2 separate regions of the Gossypium hirsutum genome follow, and region 1 is linked to region 2. Evidence: chromatin contacts called from public Hi-C data. All regions are on one chromosome and are shown on one strand. The core of a region is the stretch at or near the end of the contact, and the rest is flanking DNA. Distances in the headings are between cores, read along the strand shown. Region 1 holds the start of LOC107893900 (pentatricopeptide repeat-containing protein MRL1, chloroplastic). Region 2 holds the start of LOC107893898 (serine/threonine-protein kinase ATG1c).

Region 1 (3,229 bases), core at 574-3,073, 230 kb before region 2:
TGGAAATTTGCCTGAGTTACTTTTCCTTCAACCATATCTGGATAAGAAGTGCCCTTTAAACAATGTTAGTAACCAGGGAAGCCAAAAAGCAGGACTAACTGCTGAAATATGGATCAAAATAAAGAAAAGAGAGATGTTAATGCTAACTACAACATACATTAAAATGGGATCATAATGACAGATGTCTTTTTTTGGCATAACCTGCTGTTTGGAGAGAATTCTTTGCTGATAATGCATCTTTGTTTAGTTCACTGTTCGGCTTCAGCTTCAGTGAAGAAAACTTATTGCTATTTGAAGAGAGAACATGAGAAGACACTGGTCTTAGAGTCAAGTTTGATGAAGATTTTGCCACCAAGTGATCAGCCTCGTAGAAGGTGTGAAGCTCTTCTCTGCCGGATTCTCTGAATATGTCATAATTTCTAACTTTATCTTCTCCGACAAGGACAACAGCATCTTCTACTAGAACAGAAGAAGCACTAGACTTGGGTTCCACAGCTAGTCTAGGGTAATCAGCTTCAAATTCATTTACTCGTTCTTCCAAATGAAGTCCTGACCTTTGTGTTGCAAAGGTAAGTGGCTGTCCTGCTCCTGATTCAAGCAGCACAGTAGGTTGAAGAGGTAGAACAGTAGTTCCAGATTCTTCAAGAACATCAGAATCATTAGTATTAAATGCAAGAAAATCAGCACCATTTGACTCTGATGCCTTAGACAACGTGGAATCACCATTCACCACAGCAGTTTCTTGCAAAAACACCTCTTTACTTTCAGAAGCATCATTCACTTCCTTCATGTGCTCTGTCAAACCGCCATTTTCTTTTGCAAAAGTATCCCTTTGAAGATCCCCCGCCTCCAAAATCTGATGGTCAGCAGTCTGGATCACCACATCTTTTCCTTGTCGTTGTTGACGTAAGGCAGAACGTGACGAACCAGATACCTGTGCGTGGGCATCATAATCGAAAAAGTTAGTCACGTCTAAAAAAACTCAACTAAATCCAAAGGCAACCCAAATTTCAGAATTTAGTGAATCCTAATATAGAAAGGAAAATCATCAGAATTACCATGACATAAACTGTGCACCCAAGTTAGTTCTGCAACAATTATAATATAAGCATCAAGGAATATAAATTTATGATCAAAAACGTCTTCTGAATGTTTAAACCAACTTTCTCATTTTTAGCTGTGCATTCACAACTCAAAATTTTCAAACCTTCTCGGATAGTTCTTTCCAAAACAACCATAATCCCACGTCCCAACACTTGAATAATGAAAACCAGCTACCCCAATTCAGCAGAACTTTAGCTAAACCAGACTTCAATTCAATCAGTTAAGTAAACTCACCTTTTTTAAAGTCTGACTCTTTCTAAAAAATTGATTATAGAAAGCAAGAGAAAAAGCAGATAAAGCGGTTACACCGATGAGAACGAAAACCAAATTGGAGTCGATAGAAACTCTGGAAACAAAGCGGGGAGGTTGGAGGCGCAGAAAGGTCAAGTTTTTGCGTTTCCTTCGGAGAGAAGAAGCACCTCCGGGAGGCCAGAGGGAGTGAGTGAAACCAAGGAATTGTCGGCTGATTAGAGGACGGGTAGTGGAAGAGGAGAATGGGTAAGAAGGTAGGAAATTTGGGGTTTGGAATTTTGGAGACAAGAAGATTAAGTTGGAATCCATAGAAAGAAGCTCAAAGAAAAAAAAAAGAGAGGATAGAGTGGCAAAAGAGAGAGGAGAGGAGCTTATCGAGTTCAACGAAATGAACGATGTTCAGTTTCAGTTGTTATTAGTGATCCACTACCGGATATTGTTGCTGACGTAGCAAAAAATGTCTCTCCTCTTTTTCTTCAATTAAAATGTTATTTTCAAAGGAAAAGAGAAACTAAAAAAGGTTAATTTCCTAGGTCAAATTCTGCGTTTTTATTCTTCAATTAGATAAATTTTAGTTATTTTATTTTGATTAATTTTAGTTTATGTGGTTAAATTTTGTTATCAGTGATATACTATGTTTAAAGTTGGTTCATTTTCTTCAATTAAATCATTTTTAGCCTCTATTTTTTGAATTTAAAATTTTTAATTTTGATGCAAAAGATAATCGTTAATATATTAACTTTCTTTCTGTAAGTAATATGTGAAAATAATAAATTGATAAATTAATATAACAAAACTTAATAAATTTAATAATTATTATTTGCTTAAGATTAAATTTCTAAATTTTAAACTACATAAAAATCTCGTCTATACCGAAGTTATGTTTATATCAAATCTAAGGCCAAAGTTTATAGTTGATGTTAATAATGCATTTGTTGAAGTTTTGAAGCAATAAGAATAAAGGGCATAATATGCCATTATTTGTGATGCATATGTTGAGTTACTTCTATTCTTGTGAGGGAAGAATGTTGGAGACATTTATTATATTTTTGGCTTTGACAATATGCCTAATTTTTTTACATAGAGTTATTGAGGTTATTACTTGCAAGATTGTTAATATAAATCTACTTTTGCTAAATTATTATTATTATTAAATTTTAAAGTTTAAAAGAATTGTCAACGTTTTAATTGTCAACGTATTATAATGTTTTATTAATATTGAGATTAAAGTCTTTGTTGTGTTGACTTCACTATCTACTACGAGTGTTTTTTATTTTTTTCTCTGAATTATATAGTTCTATTCATTGAATTGAGAATAATTGACTTGAAAGGTATATAAAAGTATGGAGTAAATTAAGCTTTCTTGCCCCATATAATGAAATTATTTTAAACTTAATTCTAGTATTTATTGGGTTATATTTGACAAATTTAAGGGGCTAAATTATCAATAAATGCCGAATTTTTTTAAAATTTACCAAATTATGTCTTATTTGGAAGAATTACAAGAATAGGCCGATTTTGCGAAATGCTTCCAGCTGGAAGCGTTTTCAGGTGAAATTCAAAAAAACGAGTCCAAGTGAAAATATTGTCAAGTGATTTGCAAAAAATACTTTCAACTAGAAATGCTTTCAGCTACATCAGTACTAAAAATGAAAGAACCAATTTTTTTATTGAACTTCTTTTTATAACGATAATATTTGTACAAAATTTTATAATGTTTTGTTTTGTTAGAATTTAATGTTATATAAAATTTTCTTTAATTTTTAAAAATTAAGGGTAGTCTTTAATTTTATGTTATTAGTTGAAAGAGTAAGCAATTTCACATTGTCTAGAAATAAGCTGTAAATAGATTATGAATTTATATATACCCATA
Region 2 (3,355 bases), core at 26-2,525:
CCTAAAAATGATAAAAAATTGATTAAATTTTTTTAAAAATTATAAGATACATGCTATTAAAATGGCGAAATTACATTTTTACTATTGTGAAAATTACAATTTAATTTTTGCCCACATGAAATTTTTTTTCTAACTTCGCCCTTATTATTGACCCAACATATTTAGAAGATATGTAATATGCCTTTACAAAAAAAATATGTCAACTATCTTATACGAAGATAATGTAACATGTATAGCTCCATTGAAGGGTGGTTACATCAAAGGTGATAGAACGAAACATATTTCACCAAAACTATTATTCACTCATAATCTTGAGAAGAAATGTGATATAGAAGTTCAACAAATTCATTCTAGTGATGATTAAACAGATTTTTTTACCAATGCATTGTTAACTTTAACATTTGAAGGACTACTGGACAAAATTGGAATATGTCAACTCAAAGATATAATGTGATGTTGTCATTAGAGGGAGTAAAAAATATATTGCACTCTTTTCCTTTAATCAATGTTTTATCTTACTAGGTTTTCGTGATAAAATTTTTTAATGAGATAACTTGTAATAATAGATTATGTACTTTTTTCTTTCATTAGGTTTTTATTTCATAAATTTTTCTTAATAATTTTTTACGAAACATTTTTATTAATAGACATTCAATGGGGAGTGTTGTAAATCTATTTATAAATGGATGTTCATAACCTCAAATTTATCTTATTATAACATTTAAAGAATGAATGTCTATAACCCTTAAATTCATTTTCTTAAAACCCCTAAATTATTTACAAGATACCTTAATTTTAATCCTTAATGTTTTATAACTTATGATATTTAAAGCCCTATAAATAGAAAACATGTACAAACTTATTGTATCGTAAGTAAAAGATAAATTATCTTTCATTTTTATTGTTCTTTTAATTTTATAATAAAAAATTATTTAAGAAACATTAAAATTTTTAGCTTCACATCTAATAAAAATTTATTTAAAGGATATTTATTAGTAAACTTGGAAAATGAAAATTAAAGTATTAAATAATTCATAAAAGGCCAAAAAGTCGCTTTAACGTTATCTAACCAATGTCTGACGGACAGGTGGTAAAAAGCTGATATCGGCGCTTTTCCATCATCACCTACCACTTGTCCACCCAATTAAAAACAGCCAACTCACTAACATCCGTGGTTACACCGTATAAGTAACCGTATCTTAAAAATATACACCGTCTAATCCCGCTTTTAGCTTATGGTTTTCATTAAAAAAAACAAAATAATCATCGAATCACAAAACATTAATCCTCAATTACGTTCGCTAATCCCAATTAATAATCTCAATAATTCAACCCATAATAACTAGAATGCATAATTTTAGAGAACTCATTAATCAAGTTCTCATCTCACCCTCCTTCCTCACTCTTCCTCAGATTATTTTTCTTTGCACGGTGAATCGGAAATCCAATTAATATTCGGGTCGGATCTTCCGAAGATCCAAATTCCAGTATTCTATACCATTTTTTAAAGCTTCAAGCTCTGGAGTCGGATCCTTGGGCTTTTTTCTCTCTCTTTTTGTTCCAGGTTCGTCTGTAATGGCTCAAGCAACGGGGAGGGGAAGAATGGTAGGGAACTATTTAGTGGGTCGGAAAATCGGGTCGGGTTCCTTTTCGATTGTTTGGCATGCGAGGCATCGAGTTCATGGAACCGAGGTGGCGATAAAGGAGATCGTAACGGGTCGACTCAATAAGAAGTTGCAAGATAGTTTGATGTCGGAAATCTTTATTTTGAAGAGAATCAATCATCCTAATATTATTCGACTGCATGATATTGTTGAGGTTCGTTTCTTCTTGTTCCCTTTTATTTAATTGTTTCCTTTTACTATTAGATTTTAGGGAGTTGTTTGGATGCCGATAAAGTAGAGGAAGAAGTGGCGGAAATGGAGCTATTTGAAAATGAGTTGTTAACTAAGGTAGGGACTGAAATTTGAGGCGCCATTTATTGAGGGAAAGTTCTTCTTTTAAGGAAAATGATGAAAGAACGGAGGATGTGGATTCTTTTTAACTGAAGATATTTTAGAATGCAATATTGAAAATGAGAAGAATCTACTTTTTGAAAAGAGCTATCCGCGCATACTCGTATTTGATGGAAGCAGAGAATGAAAGAATTAACGAATAGTGGAAATTTCAGTCAATCTATATATTGTGTTTTTTTCTTTGCTAAGCAAAGTTTTTTATTAATAAGAAAAGCTCATTACAGAAAATGAGCAACATCATTTACAGGGGATTGAACACCTAAATTGCTCATCACGCCTAATCTAATACAACAAAATCCTTCAAATCAACCCAATGGAATAAACCACCATAAGATTCATCATTTAAACAATAAAAACGTACAATCAGTCACCTTATCTAGTCAAATTAGCCAGCAATAAAACAAAGTTAAGCCTATAGCATCCATAATCTCCTTCCTATAGCAAAACATTTGACAAATGATGCCATTGGGAATTCAGCAACTAATACTAATGGAGAAGTCTCAAGGATCATGGGAAGCAATTTGGTAAATTTGCAGTGGTCAAGAAACTAAATGGTGAATCTAGTTTTCATGTATTTGTTTGTGAAGTTTGCAGCTTATATGTATCTATATCTCTAAAATATTTGCATCGTGCTGGAGTGGTTATATGCTGTGCCCTTCATTCCATGGACTGGTTAGAGTGGAATAATGGATTTTGTAGTAGCAATTTTTCTTTATGAGTTGTAGACGCATTTTGTTAGTGCTTATTTGATCTTTTGTAAGTTGAGATCAACTGGAAAATGTCACATATACTTTTGATTTGAATTTGAAGTTGTTTGGGATAATGTTGATATGCCATTTCTTTCTTTGTTTACTTTCATTTGTTATATGAGCAATCATGTAGTGTATATCTTAATCATATTTATTTTGGTTTATATACCTGTATTTAGGTTCCTGGAAAGATACATCTTGTATTGGAATACTGCAAGGGGGGTGACCTTTCTATGTGTATTACACATCATGGATGTGTCCCTGAAGCAACTGCAAAGCATTTCATGCAGCAACTAGGTATGCTGCAAATTGTGTCTGGTTGTTGGTTTTCCTTCTCCTTTGAATTTTGGTTGGTTAAACTTATATGATCATCTTTGTGCAGCGGCTGGCCTACAAGTTCTCCGTGACAATAATCTTATACATCGTGATCTAAAGCCTCAGGTTCATTTCATTCTCTTTGGTTAAAGTTTGAATTTTGGTATAACTTTATGGCTACTTTTGCCTAATAAGGAAAAAAGAAAGCGCAATCGGAAAGGCATATTATTTTCTTTTTGTAACTTTAATAAAATAGAGCATGGATGTAACAGGCTT

What was found. Hi-C and Micro-C count contacts between places; a contact is called where the count stands out from the background.
Region 1: a Hi-C map of leaf shows a contact between it and region 2, with 1.9 times the contacts expected there. The contact joins the promoter of LOC107893900 here to the promoter of LOC107893898 in region 2. A contact is called at or near these places in 2 of 34 Hi-C or Micro-C datasets (both in leaf).

Annotation. Positions count from the first base shown.
Region 1 is chrA13:42,713,153-42,716,381 of Gossypium_hirsutum_v2.1, reverse strand. LOC107893900 (pentatricopeptide repeat-containing protein MRL1, chloroplastic) reads right to left here and starts at 1,823. Exons shown (of 19, transcript XM_016819043.2): 1 at 1,339-1,823; 2 at 202-934; 3 at 1-37. The coding sequence starts at 1,665.
Region 2 is chrA13:42,481,783-42,485,137 of Gossypium_hirsutum_v2.1, reverse strand. It overlaps LOC107893898 (serine/threonine-protein kinase ATG1c), which reads left to right and starts at 1,275. Exons shown (of 13, transcript XM_016819039.2): 1 at 1,275-1,818; 2 at 2,944-3,061; 3 at 3,147-3,205. The coding sequence starts at 1,576.